Regions from separate parts of the Mus musculus genome. Here all the other regions are linked to region 1. The links are chromatin contacts, called in public Hi-C, HiCAR-type, capture Hi-C and promoter capture Hi-C maps. All regions are on one chromosome and are shown on one strand. The core of a region is the stretch at or near the end of the contact, and the rest is flanking DNA. Distances in the headings are between cores, read along the strand shown.

Region 1 (4,503 bases), core at 601-3,100:
CTTGGTCATGGTGTCTCTTCACAGCAACAGAACAGTAACTAAGATAGTGTATCTGTGTAAGTGTTCTGACATGTGTGTGTGGGTGCCCTTGCAGGCCAGATGAGGGTGCCATATTCCCTGGAGCTGTGGTTACAGGTCATCATAGGTCACTTGACCTGGGTGTTGGGAACCAAACTTGGCTCTTCTGGAGGAGTAACAAGTGTTCCAAACTACAGAGCCTTCTCACCAGTTCTGTTAACTTTTACCACACGTCTCAAGACCCATCTTAAACATTACTTCCTCTGAGCAGCCTTTCCTGAGCCTCAGCGGTGAATGAATCCTGTGCCTTTGTTGCTCCTAAACCACCTTATCCAACTGATTTACAGAATTTCTCACATCTCATTGTGGGTAATTGTTGTCTCTAGTTATGAGTCCTTAGCTCTTAGTTGTGAGTTTACCTGAGACAAGGGTTGCTTTCTAATTTTATTGGTTATTTTCACAATTGGCTGCAGGCCTCTCTGATGCTATTGGCTTAGACCTGAGAACCAACTGGGATATACAAAACAGGAACACCCTGCTAACATTAGTGTCAAGACCCTCACTGATTCCATTCAGACTAGCTAATACTACTGAGAAATAAGAATAAGGACTTAGGCCCCACTACTGGCTTATCTACTGCGTACCAGACGCTTTACCTACATGTTCTCATTTACTCCAGCAGCTTTGAAAAGTGCTATCTGTTTTTATTAGCTGTGGAAGAAAAAGGTTCAAGGGAGTAATTTGCCCAAAGTCGTGCATCACTCCAGGTGGTCTGCCTGTCAAGTACATCTGCTACATTTTGTCCAGATACAAATGTAGGGGACTAATATACCTGAAGACAGATCAAAACAAAGGTTCAAAGAGCACACAAAATTTAGAGAGTGCACAGAGAAGTTGGTAGTCAGATAAACCTTCATGGAGATGGTCAGTTAGGGGACTAGGTCGCCCTACAACACTGGGGAACAATGTATGTCAGGGAAGCAAATTGAGGGGGTAGCCTTGGCTATCTGTCTGAGGGATCCTGAAAAGACATTTTCAGTCTTCTCGGGCTCTCTTGCGCGCGCGCGTGCTCTCTCTCTCTCTGGTCAGGGAGAGAATTGTGCACTATTAAGTGGGGCACAGAAATTGCCTCCTAATGTCCTCCAGGGCAGTGTGGAGAGGGTCTGCTTAGGTTCCTTCTTCCTCAAGGAGGGTGAGGTAGCCCTCTACTTCATTGTGGTCTGGACTCCCACCTTTTGGGTCAGGGAGAGGTTTTTCCCATTCAGCACGGGTAGGCAGCTTTTATTCATTCATTCATTCATTCATTCATTCATCCATCCATCCATCCATTCATTCATTCAGGTCTCAGCATACAAGGTGCGCATTAGCAGCAACAGATTAGTCCATTCCTTCTCATCTGAAAGTTGGGGACTTTGGCATCATTTTCCTGAGCTTCAGGAAAGGAAATGCTTCGCTTTGCTCACTGAATGGTGGTCCTGGGTGTGTGTGCGCGCGCACACACACGCCAGAGCGGGTGGAGGGGCAGGTGTAGCTCTTTTCTCTCACCTCAGGGTAGGGAAGCTGACACCTCTCTTCTAACTAGATGGTATTAGGATGGTGTCTTCGTCTGGAACTGGGACACGACTCTCCTCTTGAAACCACGAAGGTGATGATGGTGGGAGACTCTCGGCTTTCCTTCCCTCCACACTGCGAGAGCTCCTGGTTCCCACACAGTCACGCTCAGGTGGCGGGAGGGGACACTCTCCCTTCTCTTTGCGCCAGAGCCTGAAAAGGCGGGGGACGCGCGAGTAGGCGGGGGCGGAGCAGGCTCTGCGGAGAGGGGCGGAGACAGAAGTAGTCACGCCCTCGGCACCGCCCACTGCTCCCTCGCTAACAGGCTCGCTCCCCAGACCCAGAGCGCCGCGGCTGTCTGCTGGGCTCCCGGAGACGCGGACCACCTTCGGTGTCCCCGCGCCGTCCTCCCCGCGCCGCTTGGCCCGCCGCCTCGAGCGCCCTCAGCCCCTCAAGCCAGATGATGAACTTCCTGAGGCGCCGGCTGTCGGACAGCAGCTTCATCGCCAACCTGCCCAATGGCTACATGACTGACCTTCAGCGCCCGGAGCCGCAGCAGCCCCCTCCTGCCCCTGGCCCCGGTGCCGCTACGGCGTCGGCGGCCACCTCAGCTGCCTCGCCCGGTCCCGAGCGCAGGCCGCCACCCGCCCAGGCACCCGCGCCGCAGCCGGCGCCGCAGCCCGCGCCGACGCCGTCGGTGGGCAGCAGCTTCTTCAGCTCGCTGTCGCAAGCGGTGAAGCAGACGGCCGCCTCCGCCGGCCTGGTGGACGCGCCCGCACCTTCGGCCGCTTCCAGGAAGGCCAAGGTGCTGCTGGTGGTCGACGAGCCGCACACCGACTGGTAGGCCCCTGCGGGGTCCGCCGGGGGCAGGGTGTGAAGATGGACCCTCGAGGTCACCCGGGAGAGCACCGGGGACGAGCAGGTGTCTGTGTGTGGGAGGGGCGAGGGCAGGCGTTGACCTCCCAGAGACATGGGTCCTAAGGTAAAGGACTCGGTGGCCTCCAGGCCGGTGGCAGAGCAAGCTACTTCATTAAGCACCAATGGAGCTTAAAAATAGTGATAAGTCGACCACGCTCTAAAGGAAGGCCACACAGCCAAGAATATTTGGGCAGCACATATTGGCTGTGACAGTGGTGGTGGGGACACCACAAAGTTGGGAAGGAAGAGAAGGAGGGATGGATCTGGAAAGAGCTGGGGGAGGGAGGGTGAAGATGATCAAAACAGGTTGTACAACATCCTCAAAGAACTAATAAAAAACAAAAACAAAACACAAATACTTATGGTGGGGGGGGGGCAGGCTTAACAGTTTAGACGCATACAAGCTAAGGTGAAAATGGACCCAGATGGCCATCAAAATAAAGGACACCAAAAAAGATTCTAGTCTGCAAGGTTTGGAATGAGTTGGGAGTGGATATTAGTATTTAAGTTGGATAGGTGTTTTTGTTGTTGTTATTGTTTGTTTGTTTTGTTTTAAACCTGTACCTGTATTGATATCAAGGTGGGTTAGATCACAGGTGTCTCAGAGTGTGATTGACATCTGTTTAAAAATAATGAGATTATTATATATATGCAACAGGGAGGGGATATATGTTTTAAAAATTTTGTTCTCTCTCTTCCCTTCTCTCCCTCCCTCCCTCCCTCCCTCCCTCCCTCCTTCCCTCCCTCCGTGTGTGTGTGTGCGTGTGTGTGTGTGTGTGTGTGTGTGTGTGTGTGTGCGCGTGCGTGCGTGCATGCGAGCATGCGTGCTCCTGTGTTTGTGTGTAAACGATGGTGGCTTTTTCAGCTGGATGATGAAGACCTAAGTAAAAACATTACATATTGTTAAAGGGCACAAATAAAATGATTGGCCTTAATGCAGTAAAGGGGAAACTTCAAGAATGCTTTTCTTTTCTTTCTTTCTTTTCTTTTTCTTCTTTTAAAAAGAGCTATAGGGAATGGGGATGATTGGGGAAGGTGTTAGGTTTAGTTGAGAAACACATGAATGAGGTCCACTGAAGACTAATTAAGAGCTTCAGAGTGGTTCCTTTGATGCAGTAGGACGCTGACTTAAGCGATGGTGGATGGTGGGCTGACTGGTGGGTATGGAACCATGAAAAGGCCAGAGCCTTAGGTGTTTTTTCCTTTGGAATGTGAGGGAGCAATTTTTGTTTTCCTTTTCCTAAGGGGATGAGGTTGATTGGTGCCTGCACCTGAGAATTCTTCCCAAGAGGAAGACACAGGGACCCCAGAGCTGTTTATTTCTCTTGTAGCTGCTTTCCTGTTGTGCTTTCTCTGCCATTCCTTCACTGAGAGACTTGGAGGGAGGGAGGGAGGGAGGGAGAGAGAAAGAGAGAGGAGAGAGAAAGAGAGAGAGAGAGAGAGAGGGAGAGAGGGAGAGAGGGGGTGCTGGGATGAACTGGTGGAAGTGACATGTTACCTGGAGCTGTAGGGCTTCCTGCTGTTACCATGCTGGAATCATTTCCTCTGGGTGGGTTGTGTGGTTGGCCCTTATTTTTCAAGATAGTAGAGTAGAAAAGACCTTTATCAGGAACTGGGAAAGGTAATGGGGAATAACAGGAAGGTAATGTGGGAAAGTACGACAGTAGTGCCACTGGCAGTCTCCTGGAAGAATCACTGGCAGTTCAAATCAACAAGTGTTTGCTCAGGAGGAAGGGAAGGGAAGGGAGGCAAGCTCTATGCAAGCATCCATTGTATGTCAGATTCTCTGGTAAGGAGGGACTCCTAATGTGGTATTCTATTGGGTCTTCAGAAAACAGGGACTTAGAAAAGGTAAGTGGTGAGCTTACAGCCATTCAGCTAACAAATGGTCCAGTGGCATCTTAACTTTAGGTTAAACTGCTTGGTTTCATTGCTGCCATCCTTCTGTATTGTCTCACTGTTAGAATGTTACTGTGATACACAGTAATAATACACTTCCTTTTAGGGGTTAGACAA
Region 2 (4,503 bases), core at 1,175-3,674, 470 kb after region 1:
TGCCTCCTGGGATTAAAGGCTTCTGCTACTGGATCTAAATTTAGCTGGGTGGGATCTTGCCACAAAGTCACCACCCCCTAAATTCAATTTAATATCCTTCAGCTCCATTTCACTTCCTGGTGCCCCTTTAATACTCAAACCATATATTTTTATATTTTTCCATTATCAGCTGGCTGCACTTGTTTAAAATGCTCTTCATGAGGCTTAACCAGAAAACAAAGTCTATGATGGGCTTTTCTGAGGCTTCCTTTGTCAATGCAATCAATCTGTGTCTCTTCACTTTAGCCTCAGGCAGACTCTTCAGACAAGAGCATATTCTTCACCAAAAATACCACAAAAACAGTCTCTAGCCCACAAACTGAAATTCTCCCCTGAAACCTCTTGGGCCAGGTCAGCACAATTCAAATCACTCTCAGTAACAAAGTCTTCCGTATTCCTGCTAGGATAACCCACTAATCCCTTTTTAAAGCATTCCACTGCTTTCCAAATCCAAAGTCCCCAAATCTATATTCTTCCAAACAAAAGCATGGTCAGGCCTAGCACAGGGTTTTACTGCTGTGAATAGACACCATGACCAATACAAGTTTTATAAAGGACAACATTTAATTGGGGCTGGCTTACAGGTTCAGAAGTTCAGTCCATTATCATCAAGGCAGGAACATGGCAGCATCCAGGCAGGCATGGTGCAGGTAGAGCTGAGAGTTCTACATCTTTGTCTTTTTTTTTTTTTTTTTTTTTGAGACAGGGTTTCTCTGTATAGCCCTGGCTGTCCTGGAACTCACTTTGTAGACCAGGCTAGCCTCGAACTCAGAAATCCACCTGCCTCTGCCTCCTGAGTGCTGGGATTAAAGGCGTGAGCCACCACGCCCGGCTCTGCATCTTTGTCTTAAGGCTGCTAGTGGGAGACTCACTTCCAGGCAGCTAGGATGAGGATCTTAATGCCCACACTCACACTAACACACCTACTCTAACAGGGCCACACCTTCAAATAGTGCCATTCTCTGGGCAAGCACATACAAACCATCACAGGCATGCACTACCACAATTGGCCGTGGGCACAGTCTTCTGCAGATCTTTTGTAGGTAGCCACAGCTACTGAGTGTTCCTAAGTCTAAAGCTATGTCATGTCGGGAGACAGCATTCCATGGCACTCTCCCAACCCTCCAGCTTTTACATTCTTTCTCCCCCTTCCATGATATTCTCAGAGCCTTGCTAGCAAGGTCAGGGTATTGGCACACATGTTCTATTTAGAGCTGAGCATTCAGAAGTCCTTACCTGTTTTTACAGTGTACCACCTCTATAAAATGAAAAGAATACCCATAATGTTTCCAGAGTACTATGCTGTTCATTTTTTCTTCTTCTTCTTTTTTAAATTTATTTATTATATGTAAGTACACTGTTGCTGTTTTCAGACACACCAGAAGAGGGCACCAGATCTCATGATCTCATTTCGGCTGGTTGTGAGCCACCATGTGGTTGCTGGGATTTGAACTCAGGATCTTCAGAAGAGCAGTCAGTGCTCTTAACCGTTGAGCCATCTCTCCAGCCCCCTGCTGTTCATTTCTATACAATGCCAACTCAACACAATAAACCAGGAGACACTTTTTCAAAGCTGATAACACAACTGTAGTTTGCAAAAATCCAAATTATATATATGTACATACTGCTTCAGTGTCTGCCTCCAGATTCCTGCCTTGAGTTATGTACGTATGTATGTATGTATGCATGTATGTATGTATGTATGTATGTACACAAAAAGATCAGTACGGGGAGAGGATATTTGGTGTGGATATAATCAAATACATTGTACACATGTATGAAATTATCCAAAAATAAATAAATAAATAAAAATTCTTACTAGAGGATGGCTCAGTGGTTAGGAGCACTGGCTGTTTAGTTGGGGACCAGGGTTCAGTTCCCAGCACCGACATGGTAACTCACAATCGTCTGCAACTCCAGTTTCAGGTGATCTAACTCCCTCTTCTGGCTTGCACCAGCACTGCATTCCACTTGGTGTACAGCCACACATGCAGGCAAAAACACTCATATCATAAAATAAAGATAAATAGTAAAATTACTTTTATCATCATTAACATCATCAATCATCATCATCATCATCTTAAAAGACTGCCTTGAGAGATGGGGGCCGAACCCTAGAAGTAAGGGCCTCGCAGATGATTGGTAAATTCAGTATACTAGACATGCTCAGACCCTTAGCCTCAGAAAGTTGGGATCCGGACTACTAAGGAGTAGGGACCTTCCGGCTCCAGGCCCTGGCGGAACCCATTGTGATGGTGGTTAGGTTTCCGGGCGGCACCTTAGAAGTAGCGCACGAACGAGGGTGGCGCGCGCAGGAGTGACGCGACTCCGCGGGGGGCGGGGCGGGGCGGGGAAGGGCGGGGCGGGGCCGGGCTGGGCCACGGCGCTGGCGGCTCTGAGGTTTCAGTGCGACTCCAGCCCGTGGCCCCGCCGCCATGAGCACCAAGCAGGTCACCTGCAGGTGAGTGCGCGGCCCCTCTGGGCCTTGGGCGCTGCGGGGCAGCCAGGGAGGGAGGCGAGGGGCCGAGGCGGGCGGTGGCGGGGGGCGGACAGCGCGGATAACGCGCAGGAAGGCCGCATAGAGGCTAGAGCGGCAAGAGCTGCTGCAACCGCGACTTGCAGAGAGTGAGCGAGGGCGATTGCGGGGAAACACGGGCAGGTCGCATTTCTTATCCAGCATCACCACTGAGCCTCCGAAGAGTCCCATTTCGAGATGCAGGAAACCGAGGCCACCAGAGGTAAAGCGACACCCATTTAGGAACAGAAAGGCGGCTTGTTAGACGAAGTGGAAAGCAGAAAACTATTCCGTGACTACTATTTTGAAACAAAAATAGTTGGGTTGAGTAGCAACGTACTAACTTGGTGACGAGCTTGTGGCTGTCATTGGGGTCTAGTCCTGTGAGTTTGCATGCTCAGGAGGTGCAGCTTGGGAAGTAAGGCTTGTGAGAATCCCGACTGTGGAAACCCAAATTTCAAAAGGCTCCAAAATCCAATACTCTTAAGATACCTAAATAGAAGGCGGGCGGTGGTGGCGCACGCCTTTAATCCCAGCACTGGGAGGCAGAGGCAGGTGGATCTCAGTTAGTTGAAGCCAGCCTGGTCTATAGAGGGAGTCCAGGACAGCAAAGGCTACACAGAGAACTTTTTCAGGGTATGTGTATAAGCATATGTGAAATGATGAATTCTGTGTTTAGACTCTTGTACTATCCCCAAGACCTTATGTACATGAAAATACTGTAAAGTACAAAAAAAATTAAAGACTCTCCTGAGCCCAAGCTTTTTGGATTAAAGGAGCCTCGGCTTATACAGACTTTAGTTGGTTTCAGTAAATTAAGAAATTGAGATGTAGTTTGGATATGTGGTAAGCATTTAATGACCTTGTTATTTCTCATTAGTGCAGACTCCTAGAACTAATACCTTTATGAAGAGTTCTGTTCGACTTAAGATATTAAGGGTTGAACCATGTACCAAGGTCCCAGGTGGTTTATGTTAAGTAGTAATCAGAAAACTGCAGTTTGTGTATGTCTGTGTGTGTCTGTGTGTATGCATATGCTAGTTTTGTGTTAACTTGACAAAGTTGACATGAGACATCATCATTTGGGAAGAGGGAACCTCTTGGTTGATAACTGATGTGGGAGGACCCAGCTCACTGTGGGTGGTGCCACCTCTGGGCTAGTGGTCCTGGGTGCAGTAAGAAAGGCTGAGCAAGCCAAGAGGGTCAAGCCAGTCAACAGCACTCTCCTTGCTTCTGCATTAGCTCCTGCCTGGAGTCCTGCACTGGCCTCCCATAGTGATGGAGTAAGACACTTAAGTAGAAGATACCTACAAGTCTAAGCTCTCCTCCCAAAGTCGCTTTAGGTCCTGGTGATTTATCACAGCAATGGGAACTTTTCGGCAGTCCTGTAACAGTGCTTGCAGGTCATCGCTACTAGAACGTCTCTGTTGAGGATGAGTGAATGGGTACTTACTCCCTTCCGTCTGCAGGAGGACGTGTTCCTACCACAGTGGCCTTTAAAGCAGACTCAAGCTACTTAGAAAATAACCTCTAAAACTCTGCTTGTTTACAGTTTTGTTGTTTGAGACAGAGTCTCTCTGTGTATATCCTGAAACTCTCTATATGTATCAGGCTGGCCTTGAACTCAGATCTGCCTACCTCTCCTTCCCATGCAAGAATTAATTGCCACCACACCTAGATGGTTTTGTTTTTTTGTTTTGTTTTTTGTTTTTGTTTTTGAGACAGGGTTTCTCTGTATAGCCCTGGCTGTCCTGGAACTCACTCTGTAGACCAGGCTGGCCTCGAACTCAGAAATCCGCCTGCCTCTGCCTCCCGAGTGCTGGGATTAAAGGCGTGCACCACCACTGCCCGACTCCTAGATGCTTTTTAGTTCTACCACTTAAAGGCTTTCCTAAGACACGTGTCTACAAAACCTTCATGTAATGCTTAAGCCCGGCCATTTTGATTCT
Region 3 (4,503 bases), core at 782-3,281, 420 kb before region 1:
GTTCTATTGCCTGACACGCAGTGCTGGGGTAAGGGCCGGGGAGGAAGGATTTAGAGTAAGCATAAGGATGGATTCTACTGATAGAGGATGCCTGCATTCTATTCACTGAGAGACAAGCATTGTAACAAGTCTGCTTCCTCTGATCCTTCTCAAAGCCATGCCTTCAGAATGCTGGTGCTCAGCTGGCTCCGTCTTTCCCTTTGTATTTGGTCGAGGACCCCAGCCCATGGGATGGTACTACCCATATCCAAAAAGGGCCTCCCCTCTTTGTAGCCTGAAAACTCCCACACAGACATGCCCACAGGTCTCCTAGGTGACTCCAAGTCCAGCCAAGTTGCCCATGACAGTTGACCATGGTAGTTATCCTTTCCTGGCTCCTGGGTGATGGGTGAGCTCTACAAGGCTTTGATGGAGGTCCACTCAGGTGTTATGAAATGTACAGCTTCTCCTGACATTCAAGAAAGTTGGCCTTCTGGTCTTTGAGAGCCTGACAGACAACATAGACACCTGTGGTCTGACAGCCTTTGCCTGTGCACCTCGGAAGACCCTGCAGCAGGTGTCCAGACACCCAGGCCCAGTTCTAACTTGTGGACTAAGCAGCTAGCATCTTTGCCTTTGAGGAATGTACTCCTAACTCTGAAATACTGGTAAGGAAAAGTCCCTGAGTGCACATGTCCTGTTCCTAGGGCTGTGTGTGTGTGTGTGTGTGTGTGTGTGTGTGTGTGTGTGTACATGCACCCTTCTCCTAGGTCTGCACTTGTAAGCTCGTGGTTCTCTGAGGCTCTTGAATTCTCTTTTTACTCTTTGCAGAAAAACAAAACTAGGGCAGGCCACCAGGAGAGGCTGACCTGGGAGTCTTCTGCATGAGGTGAAGTAGACAGGGAGCCCAAAGCTCTAGCCACTGTTCATTACCTGTCTGCTCAGGCTCTGACACCCTCTCCCCAGTTTTCAGCCTTCTATTTTTCCTTTTAAGATTTATTTTTATTATTTTAATGATGCATATTTGTGTGAGTGACTGTGTGTGGTGTATGCCCCTGAATACAAGGGCCAACAGAGGTCAGAGTATCCGATGGCCCTGGAGCTGGGGTTACAGACAGTTGTAGGCAGCTTGATGTGGGTGCTGGGAATCAAACTCAGGGAGGTCCTCAGGAAGAAAGCATGTGCTCTTAACCACTGAGCCATCTTTCTCCCCCTGAGGGGGGCTGGTAAAGATACTCAACTCTTGTGCCCTGTCTGCCTAGAGGAGGTCCAGCAGGAGGGCATTGCCTGAGGTGTAGCCTAGGAAAGAGCTTCCTTCTTCTCCCTCCCCACAGGTTCGGTGGCCCTCAGCTAGATGGTGGCAGGAAAATGGGTTGGTCCACAGTTGCCCTATGTTGGCCACTGTCCTTTGTGACCTGGTTATAGTGTCCATCCTCTCCATACGACCAGCCAAGCAGATGCTTCCTGAGCACAGATGCTGCAGAGCACACAGGGATCAGAGACATCAAGGAAGGCTTGCCCTTGGTACAGTCTAAGGTAATAGACAAACCCAGGCCATGAGGACACGGTAGGATCTCTATCCAGAGGGAAGAACCTCAAAGCTAGGAGGGCCCCAGGTATATGATCTGACCGCCTTCTCCTGCTGTTCACCTGCTCCTCGGCAAGTGTCTCATCTCCTCTGAACCTGTTTTCTGCCTATAAATGAGGACAACCTAATAGTAGGCCCAAGAGTCACAGATAGATTGTGTTCATTAGGGCACTAGCAGAATTCTGAGCACATGAGACACTTGCCCATGCTGGCTTTCTACCTCTTTCCACTTTTATTAAAGTGGACGTTTGTCTACCCTCTAAACAGGAAATTAGGAAGAGTCGTCAAACTCAGGAAACAATGCCCACACTACATCTTGAGAGTTAGCTGCATCCTGCAATATTTTCTGATGATGCTGCTGGCTAGCTTCCAGTTTAGCTCTTTGGTCCCTCTGTGGCTCTGGTTCAATAATGAGAGGCAGCCAGTGATGGGAACGGAAGCTGTTATCTAAAACAAAGACCTCCATAGTGTGCCTGGGGCTCGCTGCTGCTAAACTCCATTTTGGCCCAGAATGTGGTTAAGACTCTTTTCAGCATCCAAGATCGATCTGGAGTTCCAGGCACATTTTTACACATGCAAACTCCAAGCTCTAGCAGCCTTGCCAAACCTGTAGGGAGCTGCTGCAACACCCAAGCAGTGGGGCTCCAGAGGAGGCCTCAGGCACGTTGGGGTGGCTGTTCCTGAGCGGTGGATCTCAGCTTCCCATTGAGGCAAGGTGGGCTTGGCACCAAAGTTAGTTACATTGAGCACAGGTGGAAACATGGCCAGGACAGTGTCCCCTCCTTTCCTGATGTATTTCTTTTGTGTCCAACTGGGTAAAATTCACTGAAGATAATTGAATTCACCTTCTGCATTTATTTATTTTTTGTTTGACAGTGTTTGAGTTCCTCCTTTTCTCCCTCTCACCCTCTCTCCCTCCTTCCCTCCCACTCCCCCTTTGTCCTCTGTGCTTTTCCACCAGGCTTTCGAGCCAAAATAAACCAGAGCTGAGATTGCTGGCTTTTCTCTTTGGTGCTTGTAAGGCTGGGTCATTTCTGAGTCTTGCTTATCTAATCTGGAAAGTGTGGAAGGTCATTGGATGCAGTGACACCCAGCCAAGCTGCCACAGGACCAGTGCGTGCAGACGACCTGACACGTGCATGTGGATGTCTGCATCCCTACCGGGCATGACAACGGGAAGCCTTGGCCCCTGCATGGAGAGCAGACTAGACGTATGAAGAACCCTCGTAAAACTGGAGGCATTTTAGCTAAAATTACAACCCAATCCAGGGATTCCCATCCCTGCCCTGCCATCAGTCACCTCTGAGCCCTTCCAGACTATACCTTTACCAGCACAGCTCAGGGCCACCACTGGAAACCTCCAGAACCATGGTCATTGGAGATGCACCACCCTAGAAAGAAAGACTTTGTGGTGGCATTCCTTCCAGAGATGGTCACATTCCTCAGGTGGCATGGAACCAGACCCATTTGGTGAACTAACCTCTGTTGCTAGGTGCATTTTCTGGAGGGCCTTGTATACCTGATGAAGTCTGGCCACAATGCAAGACAGTCACAGGACTGTCAACCCCACCCCCACCCCCCAGCCCCCCTGTTAACAGCCCTGAGCTCATGGCCTGTGCATCCTGCTGCTGCCTCTCACCTCACACCCAGGGCAGCATCTCTTGTCTTCAGAGCACTGATGGCCAAGCTCAGGGATAGCCCAGGACTTGTGCTTTGCAACAGAGATCTCACCCTGCCTGCTTTGCCTGTATAGGCTCTGACAGTGACTTACAGGGCAGGAGCCAAGGAAGCTTAGGTAGCTCTCGTCCAGGGCCCTCCAAATGCAGTAGCAGCAAGGAAACATATTTCAGGCGTATCTTTTCTTCTGGGCAGGAGGGCACATAGCTCTGTGCTAGAATGTAGCAATCACAAGGCCCTGGGATTAGCATCAAGAACCAGAAATGATTAAAGGAAAACTGTTAGTTTTCAGCTAAACTGGACACTTAAGCTGATGATTATTTGCGGGTATAGGACGTGCAGGAACTTTTCATTCTGATCTTGTTGAAACTACCAAATATATAAACTGTTTCTAAATTAGCATTTCTGAGGCATAATTTACAGTTGAAATAAGTCGACTTTAATAAGTGTTGGCAAAAACCTGCACTGCTACTCACCTCCACAGAGGAGACTTGGTGTTTCTGTCCCCCCAGCTGTTCCTTTGTGCTGATGTCCTCTATAGTCCAACCTCAGCCCGCAGCAGCTACACATCAGATTTTTGTATGGGCAGCTTTCACAGTGCCTCTCCTTAGTGCTTTCACCTCTGAAAGGGGAGAGTGGGGACTGTAAAGATAGCCTAGTGGTTAAGAGCACACATTACTGTTGCAGAGGACCCACATTTAGTTCCCAGTATCCAAGTCCGAAATCTCACAACTGTCAGCCCCCAGGATCCTAGCACCTCTCTCAGTGGGCACTGCACACATGAGCACACATACCACACACTTTAAATAAAATAAGTCTTGAAACACATAAAAGGGCCTAGAACAGAATCTTTGACACTTTACAGACCTTTTTAATTTAAATATTTGGCCCATAAGGTGGAATAGTGGTGTTCTTTCCTAGAAAATGTGGGAAGGATTCTAATCTGGGGTAGATGTTTACTTTCTTGGACTGTGAGATGATGCCTGGCCTCTGTGAAGGATAGCTAAGGATAGTGCTGAACTGTTGGCAGCAGCCTCTGCTCCATTCATTTTATGCATTCCTGTCAGGCTGAGGGATAGGAGTTGACCATACACGTAAGACATCATTTGTAGACTCTCAGTTTTTCATGGTCTATAGCCCTGCTGTATGGGAATACTGCAGAGCTTGTTCTTAACTTCGAGCTCTCACATACGTGGCCAACTGATGACATGTGCTGGAGAAGGTGTTTTCCAGCAGGTAGCTGGGTATGAGGGCTCACC
Region 4 (4,503 bases), core at 949-3,448, 410 kb after region 1:
TGGTGTGTCTGACGACAGCTACAATGCACGCATATACAAAAGAAAAAAAAAAAAAAGTGTGCCAGCACATGACTGTTTTGCCTACACATGTCTGTGCTTAGCGCCAAAAAGGGACATCAGATCCCCTGGAACTGAAATTACAGATGGTTGTGAGCCACAAAGTAGGTTCTGCAAATTGAGCACAGGTTCTCTGGTAAAGTGCCCAGTGCTCTTTAACCCCTTACCCCTGAGCCACCTCTATAGCCCCTCTCATAGGTGGTGGTTTTTTATTTGGTTGGTTGGTTGGTTTTTTTCTTGCTTGGTTGGTTTTTTTGTTTCTGTTTTTGTTCTTTTGAGACAGGGTTTCTCTGTGTAGCCCTGGCTGTTCTGGAACTCACTCTGTAGACTAGGCTGGCCTCGAACTCAGAAATCCGCCTGCCTCTGCCTGGGATTAAAGGCGTGTGAGAACAAGGCTCTGCTTCATGATGTTCTTTTAAGAGATAAGCAAGGGTCTTAGTATACTGCCCAGCCTTGAACTCCCAGCCTCAAAAGATGCTAGCTTCTCAGCTACCATAGTAACTGTGACTATAAATACATACCACCATGTGTGGGTAGGAATTATCTTCAAATAGTCCAATAAGGAGGTTGAGATATGAAGAATATGAAAGAAACAAGATAGCAAAAGTTGGAAATGTGAGAAACATTTTTATGTTTTGTTTTGTTTTGTTTTTATGGACCCCAGGACCTCTGCATGATAGGCAATTGCTCTACAACTAATTCACACCCCAACCTAGGGAAGGGGAGGGTGGGGAGGAAGAAAGGGAGGAAGGGAAGGAAGGAGGGAGGAAGGGGAGGCGGATTTCACTATATAGTCTAGGCTGATCTGGAACTTGCTATGTAGACCAGACTGGTCTTCGATTCATAGAGATCTGGCTGCTTCTTACCAAATGCTAGGATTAAAGGCACTCACCACCACACCTGACAGAAACTTTACCTGCCTGTCTGCATTCTTTGTTTTACATTTTGTTGTTATCTTTTGTGTATTCTTAAACAGTTTCATACAGTGTATCTTGACTACAGCCACCCCCAGCTCTCCCCTCCCATCCCTCTACTTGCCCACACATCCCTTCATCCCTTCCTATCTTCATTCCCTTTGCCCTTTATCTTTTTGGTCATCCATCAAATACAGTCAGTACTGCCGGCTAGAAGGTTAACTGATCTTTCAGGCTTGATCTTGACCACGCCTTATGTAGGTACCCAAGTCTGCTGTGAGTCCGTGAATGCCTTGGGCTCTGTCATGTTCAGAAGACAGCACTCTCCCATCCTCTGGCTCTTGCCTCCTTTCTGCATCACCCTCCTTTTCCATGTTTCCTCAGCCTCGGGCAGGCAAGGGTTAATATAGATACCCCATTTAAAGCTGAGCTCTCAGCAGTCACTTGCCAGCATTTTGACCAGTACTGAGCCTGTGTAGTCACCACAGCCCTCTGCAGAGAGGAGCTTCTCTGGCCAGGGGCGAAGGTAACACTAAGCTGTGGGTATAACCAAAAAAATTGGAAGTAGCTGGGCCTCTTCATTTAACAAGATACTAGTCAGTTTCTCCTCAGGGCCTTTGACTTCCTGAGACTTTAGATCAGGTTTACAATACCAGGCATGAGTTCCCTCCGTCGAACAGCCTCAGAGTCAATCAGTAATGTGGGTTTGCCTCTGTAACCTTCGCACCATTATTGCTCCAGTGGGCACATCTTCCCTGGTAGCATTCAGGGTTCACTGCTGAAAAAAATCTCATATCACACTGAGGTCAAGGGCAGCCTTTTGGGGCAGGTTGCTTCATATCTCATCTCTAAAAAATGGACCTTGTGTTAGAACTTACAGGCAGTGAGCACTGGCAATGCAAAGGCAGGTGTCCCTCCATGAGTTCAAGGCCAATCTGGGCTACAAAGTGAGTTCCAGGCAAACCAAGGCTATACAGTGAGACCTATGTAATCTCAAAAGGAAAACAAACAAACAAACAAACAAACCTTGGGGGTTGCTGTGAGAATTAAGGCGGGATATATTACCCCTTAGCCTTCCTCATTAGACTTAGCCGGGGGATGGGGCGGAATGTATCGTCAGCGGTACAGTGCGCAGGCGTGCTGTGCTAGGACACAGCCAGTCCCTTTTGCGGCTGCGTGCAACTGGTTTTGCGGCCGCACTGCTTGACGGCTGCAGCGCCGCCCCCCGGTTGCCGGGTAACGGTGGGCGCGCGTGGCGGCGAAAGGTAAGACTGAGTAGTCCTGTTTCTCGCGTTCTGTGTCCAGCGTGCGAGCGACTTCAGGCGGGAGCGGGGTGGGAGCTGTGGCTGTCACTCAAGCGCGCATGGGCACAGCGTCCCGAGGGCTGCGGAGCGCTTCGCTCTCGCTGACAGATGCCATCTGCCCCAGCCCCAAGCTGGTCTGCCTTGGCCCTCAGCCCTGCACCTCGGCCCAGGAGCTGTGCAGTGGGGGACACAGATGAAAGTGTGTTTGCAAATGATGAGGAGCCCACGAGGGGCTGAGGATGGGACTCGGTTGGCAGCCTGTTGTCTACTCCTAGCACCGCATCCAACCAAGCTGCTGCCCGCCTGTAATCCCAACTTCCAGAGATGGAAGCGAGAGCATCAAGCTGGTTTTAAGTTTCCTCAGCTACATATCACGTTTGGAGCCAGCCTGGGCTACGTGTGGCCTCATCTCAAAATAATAAATAAATAAATAAATAAATAAATAAATAAATAAATAAAATACATGCTAAGAGACCATGAGTAAGTTTGCCATAAGAGAGGCTTCTTTGACCCCTGATCCAAGAGTGTTGGAAAGTGATATGGACCCACCTTTTACTGTATGCTTTGTGCTTGGATTGACGGTAGAAGCATATAGAGCGGGGTTGGGCTGACCATTGGGTGTCATGGTTCGTGCTTTTAGCTGTAGTACATGGGAGGCTGGGGCAGAAAGATCATAGTTTAAAGCTAGCCAAAGCTGCATAACAAGGCCACGTGTCAGCAAAACCGAAATTTTTAAATGAATATTAGGCTAGCAGATTAAGAGAAGAATGAAGGACAGGCCTTGCTTTTGATGGACAGAAATATGCTTTGTGGTGCTCTGGTGACAGGCATGAGCAGGTTTCTCCTTAACAGTCTTTGCAGATACATTCACACACACACACACACACACACACACACACACACACACACGCTGCAAGCCATTCTTCTCACTTGTACAATGGGAATAAGAATGTGGCTGGGCAGCCGGGCGATAGTGGTGCACGCCTTTAATCCCAGCACTTGGGAGGCAGAGGCAGGCGGATTTCTGAGTTTGAGGCCAGCCTGGTCTACAGAGTGAGTTCCAGGACAGCCAGGGCTACACAGAAAAACCCTGTCTCGAAAAAACAAAAAAGCAAACAAACAAAAAAAAGAATGTGGCTGGGCTGGGACTGTGGCTCCTTTGATAGAGAGTTTTCTTTGAATGATCCAGGCCCTGAGTTCAATTCCCAGCACTAGGAAAAGAAGCAACTAAAAGCCTTTATATCCAGTCCTCCAGACCACCGTCCTGGTCTGGTCTACCCTATACATATGTACCTGGCTGTATGTATCTGCTTTATGACATGTAACGTTCGAGTACTTTGTTCCCCAGGGAGCCAGAAGAGGCTTTCTGATCCCCTGCAGCTAGAGTTGCAGGTGGGCATAAGCCACCATGTGCATGCTGGGAATTGAACCTGGGTCTTTCTTCTGGATGAGTACCTACCAAGCCTCTCTCCATCCCCGTGCGTGGTTATCTTTGACACGCACTTGTCCATTGTTCTAACTTCCTTGGTCCATCTTTCCTTCTGTCTTTATTGACATTCCTGGCTTCATGAGAAGTTTCGTGAACACCTTGGCCAGGGCTTGATGTTTCTGTTATGACCACCGCCACCACGACTGTCATTTTGCAGGTGTTTGCCTGCCTGTGTGTCTTGTCTGTGCTTATCATGCATGCAGTACCCACAGAGGCCAAAAGAGGGCATTGGATCCTTGGGACTGGAGTTACTGATGGGCATGAACTACCCTGTGGATGCGGAGGGTGGAACCTGAATCCTCTAAAAGAGCAGGCAGTGCTCCTGCCACATCGTTTCCTCTTTAATGGTCATGACACCCACCTCCTCAGTAAGCTCCCAGTTTAAGTCATGTGTAGACCTGACCCTAGACAGCTGCAGGTTCAAATCCCCCACCGGCCTGGTGAAGCGTCTGTCAGTTGGAATGTACACACTTGCATGGGCTGTGACTCAGCAATGCTCGGTGCTGGTAGCCGGCCCCAGCTCCGTGTCACATCCAACTCACTTTTGTGTGTATTCCACACTGGTTTTGTCTCCTTGGGTCAGAATAAGTAAGACCCAGAATAAAGAGGTCTTCACATCAGCTTCCTTGGATCCTTCTAGGTAAGTCTCTACCTGGTTGGTAGCTGTGTGGCATCTCACTCAGACCTAGACCACAGTAAACAGATGCAAACCTGTGTCTGAGCAGGAGCCACAGAGAGG
Region 5 (4,503 bases), core at 1,450-3,949, 360 kb after region 1:
TCTGTGTAGCCCTGGGTGTCCTAGAACCCACTTTGCAGACCTGACTGGTCTCAAACGCAAAGATCTGCCTGCCTCTGCCTTCTGAGTGCTGGGACTAAAGGCGTGGTGATACCAACACCACCACCTAGCTGATAGTTTGCATTTTTCAGCTTAGAGTGAAAATATATTCAAAAGAGTTTGTCAAAATCAAATAACCCCATTAAAAAATGGGGCTCAGAGCTAAACAAAGAATTCTCACCTGAGGAATACCAAATGGCTGAGAAGCACCTGAAAAAATGCTCAGCATCCTTAATCATCAGAGAAATGTAAATCAAAACAACCCTGAGATTCCATCTCACACCAGTCAGAATGGCCAAGATCAAAAATTCAGGTGACAGCAGATGCTGGCGAGGATGTGGAGAAAGAGGAACACTCCTTCATCGTTGGTGGGATTGAAAGCTTGTACATCCACTCTGGAGATCAGTCTGGCGGTTCCTCAGAAAATTGGACATAGTACTACCGGAGGATCCAGCAATACCTCTCCTGGGCATATATCCAGAAGATGCCCCAACCGGTAAGAAGGACACATGCTCCACTATGTTCATAGCAGCCTTATTTATAATAGCCAGAAGCTGGAAAGAACCCAGATGCCCCTCAACAGAGGAATGGATAAAAAAAATGTGGTACATTTACACAATGGAGTACTACTCAGCTATTAAAAAGAATGAATTTATGAGATTCCTAGGCAAACGGTTGGACCTGGAGGGCATCATCCTGAGTGAGGTAACACAATCACAAAAGAACTCAAATGATATGTACTCACTGATAAGTGGATATTAGCCCAGAAACTTAGTATACCCGAGATATAAGAGACAATTTGTAAAACACATGAAACTGAAGAAGAACGAAGACCAAAGTGTGGACACTTTGCCCCTTCTTAGAATTGGAAACAATCACCCATGGAAGGAGTTACAGAGACAAAGTTTGGAGCTGAGACAAAAGGATGGACCATCTAGAGACTGCCATATCCAGGGATCCATCCCATAATTGGCCTCCAAACGATGACACCATTGCATACACTAGCAAACATTTGCTGAAAGGACTCTGATATAGCTGTCTCTTGTGAGACTAGGCCGGGGCCTAGCAAACACATAAGTGGATGCTCACAGTCCACTTGAATGGATCACAGGGCCCCCAATGGAGGAGCTAGAGAAAGTAACCAAGGAGCTAAAGAGATATGCAACCCTGTAGGTGCAACAACATTATGAACTAACCAGTACCCTGGAGCTCTTGACTCTAGCTGCATATGTATCAAAAGATGGCCTAGTAAGCCATCACTGGAAAGAGAGGCCCATTGGACACACAAACTTTATATGCCCCAGTACAGGGGAACGCCAGGGCCAAAAAGTGGGAATGGGTGGGTAGGGGAGTGGGGGGGGGGAGGGTATGGGGGACTTTTGGGATAGCATTGGAAATGTAATTGAGGAAAATACGTTATATATATATATATAGAGTTTGTCCCCAATCCACAAGTATTAGGAGGGGGGAATATTTGAAAAACAATTGCACTGCGTTCTGATTTAGACCAAACTCAAAGCCCAAGGCTGAGGGAATGCTCTCTCCAAAAAGCACCGGGGTTTTCTCTGGCGACTTCTGCTCCTAATTTTAGATAAATATTACATAGTTTGAATTTCCAAAGGGGTTATAATGAATAAGAAAATTGCTCACTTGACTCTGTAGGGAGTGGGTTGGGATATGTGCATCCCTCTGGAGTTTTGTAAATATGTTCCAGGGCAAATGTTCCCAGGAGAATGTCATTTCTGGGATCTGCTTAGAGCCAAGGGCTTGGTCTCAGGGACAACAGAAGTGGCTTCCTGCAAGAGTAGGAATGTGGATCCCCGGGCCTGCTTTCCACAGTACTACAAACCATGGAATACGGATGAGAGGCACCATGGTCTGCCTGACAAACCTGCCACGGTCTGAGGCCGTGGACAAGTTCTTTCTGGGGACCTGGTATCTGACCCGGAGAAATCCATTCATTTATCACGCGGCAAGGCTGGGCCTCTGCTCCCAGCTATACCAGCGGTACCTAGATTGCATGTCTCCTGGAAGATCAAATAAAGGAACCAGGACAAAAACCTTATCACTGCTGCTAGCAGACGAGAGAGTTTGACACCCGGTGAATCCAGAGAGCTAGCCTAAAGGTTTAAGAAAGAAAGGTGGGGGCCTACACAATTCAGGTGTCTTTCTTAGTTGTGCTACTTGAGAAAATGAAAGCATGCAGGTTTAGGGGTGGGGTGCGAGGGGGTGGGGGAGGGGGGCAGGAATCAATTACATTTGAATGCTGGCAAGGTTGTGTACCTGCTGCAGTCGCAAGCAAGCTGATTCCTCTCTGTGCCTCAGTTTCTCTATCTGCACATCTAAAAAGTTGTTCTGTCTTCTGGCCTTGACATCCCAAAATTTCAGGCCTCCCAGGGAGGCAGGCCAGAGGACAGAACTCTGGCTGTCCATCAGAGGCCCACGTCCTTCGCTGCCTGAGCATGTGTTCTCAACTCAGAGCCACCCAGGCCTGGGCCAGGCTGCAGCCTGCGCTCATTAAGGGCCTGGGGCCGCTCCAACCTGAGTGAGTTGGCTGCCTCCAAGGGCAGGGGAGGGGACACCGGATGGCTGGTTGGTTCCCACCCGAAGCCAAACTGCTTAGAGAAGGGCGTTGTGCTGAGTCAGTTGCTGGCAGCTCGGCCTGGGGTCCCTGGCCACCCTGCCTGCCAGATGGGCCAGCTCCAGGCAGGCCTCTGAGGAGCCCACGTTATGCCTCCAAGGAGCCCGTGTTATCGACGACGCTGCCGCTGCTGCCACAGTGGTGGGCAACATGCCTTGGAAAAGCTGCACTATGGCCAGGCCTCCCAGGGCTCCCGGGGTGGGACAGCTGCTGATGAAGGGGGACTATTTTTTTTTAAGGAGCTGCCTCCTACTGACAAGATGCTAGCCAAGGTTTTCTCCTTGCTCTGTTGCCTGATGAGGGTGACTATTCTCTCAAACACCACGCGCAGTCTTTGCTCCTCAACTGCCTTCCACCTCCTGAGTCCTGGCTCAAGCTTAGCAAGGCAGTGTTTTGGGGTCAGGACACAGCCAGGAGCACACGGCAAGGGTATCTAAGGCAGAGGAGCCCCTAACGCAGAGGTCACATGCAGAGTGAAGGCAGGGCTCAGAGAAGCCAGCAGAGGACGGGGATCAAGGAGTGCTGGGAGGTGAGGGAGGACCGCAGACCTCCAAGACGCTTCAGCCTTGCAGGGGCTTCTGGGCAGAGAGATGCTAAAGCCAGAAGCAGGGCCCGGAGAAGGTCAGAAAGGAAACAGTCTGCGGAGGCACCGCCCAGGGAGACAGGTGGCAATGAATGTGTAGGACATGCCAGGAAGAAAACCAACACACAGGCCTGGGCTCCAGCCCCGAAAGCCACGGATGCGGGGGACAGATGTGTAAGACAGCACAGTATCTGCATAGGACCACCGTACACCCTTCTGTAAGTTCAAAACTATGTCTGAGTTAAAATACTCAACCCAGCAAAGGTGCTGTGTAAACAGGTGCCACATCGGTTTGGGAAACAATGACCCAAGTCTGCCCACGCTTAATACAGACACAATTTTCCCTAATATTATATGCAAAATTGTTTGAGTTCACTTATGTGGAAACCATGGATACTAAGAGTTGACTATCATTTTTTTTATTTTGTTGTTGTTGTTGTTTTTAAGTTTCAAAATCACACTTAAATTGTCCTTTGAAAGCCAAATATGTCTCACTTGAGTCCAAGGACTTCCAAAAAGAAAAGCTCTTCCCAAAATGGGGTGTTCCCTTCCTCTTATGGCTTCATATGCCCCTAGGACAGGGCTGTGCACCCCACTCTAAGAAACACGAGCCCTATCGGCCTTTAAAGAAAAGACTTGAGTTGCTGAATGTCACACGGGTGAGAGTCTCTTCTAGCCAAGCACAGCTACCATTAAAGAGCAGAGCTTGGGGAGAGGAAGGTGGGGGGTGGGGGGTGGGGGTGACCTGAGGTCAGCAGAAGCAGGACAAGGAAAAAGGAGAGCCCAGTGTCAGTAAATATTCACTGGCCTTGCCTGTCCCCAGCTCTCCTCAGCCTCTAGGGACACAGAGATAAGGCTGGTGTGACTCAGGCCACCAAGGAACTCACTTTCATGGAGATAAACACAGAAGCTGGCAGCCACAGGACAGCCTGGCAAGCAGAGGAAGCCAGAGGGCTGGAGGCAGGGTGGGTGAGGCCGGATGACCTTGGGCAGGACTTCTGGAACCTTCCTGGGACTCTTCTTATGTAGCTTAAGGAATGCACAGCTACCCCCGGGGGTCACAGTGAGGAGGCACGGAGGTAAAGCAGGGCCAGCACTGCCCACTCTGCTCCCCACCCCCACCCCAAGGGTTAGTGCTGGGGACAGATTGCAAGTGAAGATAACCTCATCTTCCAGCTGGTGTCAGCTGCCACCTAATATCAGAAGGGATTATTTGAAATTT

What was found. Promoter capture Hi-C pulls out the DNA fragments that hold promoters and counts their contacts. A called contact is a pair of places that touch in the nucleus more often than the background predicts. HiCAR-type assays count read pairs that join an accessible place to other places. Capture Hi-C pulls out chosen DNA fragments and counts their contacts.
Region 2: a contact with region 1 is called in a HiCAR-type map of astrocytes, with 3 times the contacts expected there. The contact joins the promoter of Mkrn2 here to the promoter of Syn2 in region 1. A contact is called at or near these places in 5 of 39 promoter capture datasets (the 3T3-L1 cell line, frontonasal cranial neural crest, hippocampal neurons and 1 more), 1 of 115 datasets of contacts at active chromatin or transcription factors (astrocytes) and 1 of 9 other capture datasets (macrophages).
Region 3: a Hi-C map of cortical neurons shows a contact between it and region 1, with 2.9 times the contacts expected there. The contact joins the enhancer-like site here to the promoter of Syn2 in region 1. A contact is called at or near these places in 1 of 39 promoter capture datasets (hippocampal neurons) and 3 of 484 Hi-C or Micro-C datasets (the N1E-115 cell line and cortical neurons).
Region 4: a contact with region 1 is called in a capture Hi-C map of macrophages, with 4 times the contacts expected there. The contact joins the promoter of Tsen2 here to the promoter of Syn2 in region 1. A contact is called at or near these places in 10 of 39 promoter capture datasets (the 3T3-L1 cell line, the HPC-7 cell line, HPC-7-derived erythroid cells and 5 more), 12 of 484 Hi-C or Micro-C datasets (the HL-1 cell line, the N1E-115 cell line, brain and 7 more), 8 of 115 datasets of contacts at active chromatin or transcription factors (SST interneurons, astrocytes, double positive thymocytes and 5 more) and 3 of 9 other capture datasets (embryonic stem cells, liver and macrophages).
Region 5: a contact with region 1 is called in a promoter capture Hi-C map of hippocampal neurons, with 2.0 times the contacts expected there. The contact joins the enhancer-like site here to the promoter of Syn2 in region 1. A contact is called at or near these places in 7 of 39 promoter capture datasets (the C10 cell line, embryonic stem cells, hippocampal neurons and 3 more), 1 of 115 datasets of contacts at active chromatin or transcription factors (astrocytes) and 1 of 9 other capture datasets (embryonic stem cells).

Annotation. Positions count from the first base shown.
Region 1 is chr6:115,133,052-115,137,554 of GRCm38.p6, forward strand. It overlaps Syn2 (synapsin II), which reads left to right and starts at 1,851. Exons shown (of 13, transcript NM_001111015.1): 1 at 1,851-2,409. The coding sequence starts at 2,030. It overlaps Gm17733 (predicted gene, 17733), which reads right to left and starts at 1,784. Exons shown (of 2, transcript NR_132436.1): 1 at 1,564-1,784.
Region 2 is chr6:115,599,514-115,604,016 of GRCm38.p6, forward strand. Mkrn2 (makorin, ring finger protein, 2) reads left to right here and starts at 2,425. Exons shown (of 8, transcript NM_023290.3): 1 at 2,425-2,500. The coding sequence starts at 2,475.
Region 3 is chr6:114,717,235-114,721,737 of GRCm38.p6, forward strand. All of the region lies in intron 16 of Atg7 (autophagy related 7), which reads left to right. Among named protein-coding and RNA genes, the nearest start is that of Gm52917, 15 kb to the right of the region's middle. Within about 2 kb of position 2,032, at least 35 of the 459 cell types and tissues checked have an H3K27ac peak or open chromatin away from gene starts, as enhancers often do. A contact at or near this core is called in the N1E-115 cell line, cortical neurons and hippocampal neurons, where this site is marked.
Region 4 is chr6:115,542,493-115,546,995 of GRCm38.p6, forward strand. Tsen2 (tRNA splicing endonuclease subunit 2) reads left to right here and starts at 2,199. Exons shown (of 12, transcript NM_199033.2): 1 at 2,199-2,236. It overlaps Gm36355 (a long non-coding RNA gene), which reads right to left and starts at 2,155. Exons shown (of 7, transcript XR_869382.3): 1 at 1,850-2,155; 2 at 1,625-1,749.
Region 5 is chr6:115,497,077-115,501,579 of GRCm38.p6, forward strand. No RefSeq gene overlaps it. Among named protein-coding and RNA genes, the nearest start is that of Gm36301, 20 kb to the right of the region's middle. Within about 2 kb of position 2,700, at least 38 of the 459 cell types and tissues checked have an H3K27ac peak or open chromatin away from gene starts, as enhancers often do. A contact at or near this core is called in astrocytes and hippocampal neurons, where this site is marked.